Regions from separate parts of the Oryzias latipes genome. Here region 2 is linked to region 1. The links are chromatin contacts, called in public Hi-C maps. All regions are on one chromosome and are shown on one strand. Each heading gives the region's core, a stretch centred on a gene start, on an enhancer-like site or on the middle of the called end of the contact. The rest is flanking DNA. Distances are from core to core; before and after follow the strand shown.

Region 1 (2,700 bases), core at 47-2,546:
TTTATTATCTGTTAAACAACATCATGCAGGCTCACCTGTAGTACACGCCAGTGTGTCCTTCTTCAATCTTGTGGACAGATGCTAAGAGCGCCGCTCCTCCAAGAGCAGCAATTACGGAGAAAACGACCCCCCACTGTGCCATCCTGACAAGGAGACAGGGAACAGGAGCAGGTGAGAGGAAGAAGCTGGAGGATCAAGACGCTCTTCTTGCAATATGTGACTATGAAACTGTCACTGGAACCCGTCAGCGCTCTGGACAATAACAGTGGACTCACTCGTTTATCTCCTCTCAGCTCAGGCTTAGCCAGGCATCAGCAGCAGCTCTGACCCTGTCACATACAGAAGATCGAGGCTGGAGTTCAGAAAAACAACTTCTCCGCCGATAGTGATGGCGCTCACATCAATCCATCGCACGTTCAACACAAACACAAATACTGGAGGACGGCTTGTTGTTCAGTCACATTGCTCTGAGAGTCAGATGAGCTGCCACAGCTTTGGGGGGGACGGATTTGCAAACACAATCTGCTGAACCTTATGGCTCCACTAAAGCCCCGCCCACAATCAGAGTGATCAGCCCGTCAATTTCTTCACACTCCTGCCGGAGGCCTCAAATATACATTTCTGTAAGTGTTTATTGGTCATTTAGCTTGATTACAGGATCAATCAGGTGAGGGACATACATACATATAAATGTTACCAAGCATCATTCGAATTTGACCCAAACAAACTAAAATAAATACATAAATAAAACAAAAAATTTTGTGTAAAAAATGTTATGTAATGACAACACAAATTAGAACTAAAGAAACGTTCAGCATTGTGGACTTCACAGCTAACGAAATTAGCAAAGTGGGACCCACTGTGCCCTTTATATCCCAAAATAAACCGCTTATTTTAGGAGTCTGGTCTTTCAAACACATCTCAATATGTCACGTCTCCCATTCATTTTGGAATGATTGGGCAACTGAACTTGGCGTGTGTTTTCTCTTAATACAATCCAATTTGTCCATACCTTTGCACGTGTACTCAGCTTCGAATTACATTACTTTGATGTTAAAGAGCAAAGCAAAGAGCGTGTAACCACAAAATCACACGTGTATGTCTCAATATCTCTGAGCTTACCTGAAAATTGTATTCAGAAAAAACAAAACAGGAAACAAACGACCTACAGCTTCTTCTTCTGCTTTGATCCCATGTAGTGTTCCTTGTCTACAGCACTGCAAGCGCGCCCCCTGGTGGACACTGGGATTTTTATCTTCAAGGCCAGATCCGTGAGACACAGGTTTCATATGAATTATCTAAAATAATGTACACATTGAAAAGAAAAGAAAACGTCATAACCTACAATATCCCCAAAACTGCTGAAAAGATTTTCCTAAACCATAGGAAATTATGATTATTTATATTATGTGTTTTTTTCTTTTTTAATGAAAATCCTGTCTCTGAATTTGTTATTCAAAGCATTCCTCTGAGCTGTTTAATTTGCTTTTCTTTGCCATTGTATAGACTTCCTATCTGAAACAAGTGCAGCAACAAGGGGTGAATGAGAATGAGTCACCAGATGCTCAGGAGTTAATCTGTTACCAGACTGACCACGGACAAAGCAAGTATTAACAAAGCTTTCCACGTCTGAGATGTGAGATCTATCACATGAAATTCCTGTCCATCTTCAAGGAACACCACCTTCTGCAGGTTTTATGTGTTTTTGCCTCTTAAACACACCTGATTCTCTTTTGAGGTCTTCGCACATGTGATCTTCAAGACTGAGTTTTCCAAGTCTTATATACGTTTTAAAAGGTCTTTGCTCTCAGACCACTTAGAGTTTTTGTGATATTTTATGAACAATTTCTTCTGTGAGAGTTAACATCCAGTGTTAGGTCACATTTCACTATCATGTCCCTCACCTTTGGAATGGCTTTTCTGAGGACCTAAGAGCTTTTGCTTTGTGATTTAACTAGCATGGCATTCTATGGGTTTTGCTTATCTTTTTTGTGTGTTTTCATTATATGGACCTCTAAAGGATTTCTTGCCGTTGATTTACACAACTTTACTTCATAACATGATTTCACTCGGCTCATCCAGAGTGATCAGCAGATTTACCATCTCTAAATGAGACTCAAAAGAGAAAAGATCATGTTCTCTTCCCCCACTAGGTGGTGTAATGACTTTGAAAAAGAATTTCAGTATGTTCAGTATTTTCTTTCACCAACCAAAGTGAATAAACACTAGTAGAAAGATGCGGAGTCTAGAGCTACCAGACCAGAGGTCCAGAGGAAGACCAAAGAGGAGATTTATGGATGCAGTGAATGAAGGTAGCTGGTGTTAGAGGAGATTGTGCAGAACACAAGGTTAGATGGAGGAAGCTGATTCACTGTGGCTGGTATCAAGCATCATCCTTTCGGCTTTTCAAAAGGAAAAGAAGAAGAAAAAAGTGGAAAAAAAACCAGAAACTGCACACTCTTGTGGCTTCTAGAACTTGCTGTGTCATTGTTAACCATGCATTTCTCCACACTAAATCCGAGTAATCATATCCTGGTTTTATCAGCCTGTGAAGAATTTCCTGACCCATCAGCTTGATCTGGACAAAATGAGCCAGCAAAGGGGGAGGAGGCCAAAATGGAGAAGATGTCATTTCCTGTTGACCACAGATGCCTGGCACTGTGGCATGCTGTAGATAGAGTAGAGGGGTGAGTGTATGGT
Region 2 (2,700 bases), core at 145-2,644, 180 kb after region 1:
TGTATTTTTTAAATCAAAAGATTCATTTCCCATCCCCACTCACCCTGTAGATACGATAGCTTACCTTACCCATTATTTTCCTTCCATTCATGGCTGCCAGTGAAGCAGCAGCATGCCTGTGGTCATAGAACTCCACAAAACAGTATGGATCATTTCCTGCCGTCTGTTAACAGGAAACCAACACATCTCAGGTCAACACTTCAATCCCTACCGATGAGAAGACCTAAGCACTAATGCCCGGTGTGTCAGATTAAAATGACAAGAATATTTCAGGTAATGTTCACATAAATGTTCCTGTGTGTCTCCAGATCAGGACATTTGCAGTTGAAAAACCAACACTTACATCAACAATCATTTTACAGCTCTTGCAGGGTCCTATCTGTGTAAAGACCTGCAGAATGAGAGGCTCTGTGACATCCCTGGACAGATTCCCCACGTATCTACGAGGAACGAGAGAAATAAGCGACTTCAAACAGGAAGTGGCATACAAACAAAGGGTTCTATGCCGGGCTAGCAACAACCACACTAACTATCAAATACGGGTAATATAATTGGGGGGAATAATATGGCGAAGGAGGCCCATACATTACAGAATAGGGTGCACAAGACAAGACTGTACACAAGCAAGTTATGTGCGCCCCCCTTCTCAGCGGGGGTGTCCCGTGTAGATCGAGTCCGTTGACGTGGCTCACTTTTAAAGCTAGCTAAAAAACGTCGCTAACCGGTTTGAAGGGCCTCGACTCGAGCTCGCTTTAGCAGCAAAGCCGTGCTTTGTGAAACAAGACCCATTCGTCACAATGTAAATAACGAATACCACATTTAATTGCTATAGCGAGCATAATTGTTATTACAAAAAGATGAAGAAAATATGTGCAATGGTTTACATATTCAGCTAATGATAACCGGGGACTAGCTAGCTAAATATATTTCCATGCGAGTTACAGTTCCGCATTTTCAAATCTAAGTTTTTGTTAGTAGGACAAGAATATTTGTTCAATGTAATCACAATTACCTGGACTAACAGAAAAACTACCGACTGTTTTTTAAAGACATTATTACTCATTGTGTGGCAGAGTTTTAATTTAAATAATGTGGAAACGTCTGAGAAGCACGGTGAATAGACGAAGCCATTACATTCCTGGACATAGACACAGCCGCTTCACTCACAAGGTTCTAGGTTGATCGTCTTCCATCGTCAAGGTGTAGTGGTCGCGTCCGGAGAGGCTTTTAGTCCAATAACATACGAATAATTTATGTTAAACGTAAGTTAACCTAAACATAAAAAATAAATATGTACAATTTAATGATTAGTCTGTGGGCGATTTTGGTTCCACACACACCACAGAGAGCCTCAGTCTGAAGCAAACAATAGGAAGTTGAAGATGGCGGAGGAATGGCGTCAGAAGCGTCAACCTCGCTGCGCGCTAAAATGCTGCCAACATCAAGAACATTCTCTCACACCAGAAAAATGACCATAAGAATTGGTAGACTTCAACAAACCACATCTTTTTTGTGTAGACCGATAAATATTTAACTAATCGTTTAATTTAAATCAGAAAAACTGGAAATTTTAAGAGAATGTACTGCAACACAGTTATGGAGTTATTGCACCATTTTTTTTTCTTTTTTTTTTTTACGTTTTTCTACAGTTTGCGAAACGAACTAACTAAACCAACTAAACGAAAAGCAAGCCAAAATAAACAAAACGGCAGTGCGCCGCCCGGGAATCGAACCCGGGTCGCAAGAATGGGAATCTTGCATGATACCACTACACCAGCGGCGCTACGTGTGATTACCGGACGTACTGATAAAGATATACCTAGGCAAAAATGAGGTGGAAGAAAAGTCTTTGATGGGAAATATTGGAAACAAAAAATTACTTTTCTACTCGTGAACTCACAGGAATAATTGCTGACTTTTTCATACATATTCTAAGTATATGCTTCCCCATGTAGAATATATCAAACAACTTGGGTGTAAACGAGGTTTGTGGGATTTTCTAGAAGCAAAGTATTCTTGTTGTAATAAATATCAGGTTAGAATTTAATTTAAAACAAAAAATTGAGGTACAATTAAGGAGAAATCTAAAGGCGTGTTTGCTTTCACCTTCATTTTCCCCTTAACACTGACTTATTCATTTCAGTCTTTTGATAACATCATTGTTTCTGCTTTTACAGCAATATAAACATCAAAACATTGTTTTAATTAAATCTCTTGAACTACTGAAAATACTTTCTTGCCAGCCCTTTTGACACCACATCTTGGGACTTCAGTGGTTGTCTCTGCAAGTTCTGCAACCACTTGAGGGTTTCATCACTGATGCCCTAACTTTACAGAAATAAAGCAATAATATAGGGAGATTACCACATTGTACACATTTTCTTTTTTTAAAAAGTATGACTTAGAAAAAACTCTACCTAAATATTAATACATCTTTCATTGTAATAAAATTGAAAAAATTCTGTTTATTTAATTATCACAATGTTTAGTATAACTGTATCTCGTATAAGTTGCTTTTACCCAAGCAAATTTACAGTGCTTTTATTTTGGTAACATAAAATATATATAGGGAACAGTCAACATTGTCTGAGTTTTCCACAACAAAAAATTGTTCAGTACAAGAAAAAAAAATAGAATAAATGTCCCTTAACCAATACGGTTCTAAAAATATGTTTGAAGAAATAAAAGTCTGCTTATTTT

The links. Hi-C and Micro-C count contacts between places; a contact is called where the count stands out from the background.
Region 2: a contact with region 1 is called in a Hi-C map of embryo, with 2.5 times the contacts expected there. The contact joins the promoter of LOC101158614 here to the promoter of LOC101158114 in region 1. A contact is called at or near these places in 4 of 5 Hi-C or Micro-C datasets (embryo, fibroblasts and gastrula embryo).

What each region holds. Positions count from the first base shown.
Region 1 is chr9:25,071,326-25,074,025 of ASM223467v1, forward strand. It overlaps LOC101158114 (erlin-2), which reads right to left and starts at 1,297. Exons shown (of 12, transcript XM_020706197.2): 1 at 1,123-1,297; 2 at 36-143. The coding sequence starts at 1,289.
Region 2 is chr9:25,251,091-25,253,790 of ASM223467v1, forward strand. LOC101158614 (nucleolysin TIA-1) reads right to left here and starts at 1,395. Exons shown (of 12, transcript XM_011479548.3): 1 at 1,168-1,395; 2 at 344-440; 3 at 65-163. The coding sequence starts at 1,193. trnag-ccc (a tRNA gene) reads right to left here and starts at 1,783; the gene lies at 1,713-1,783.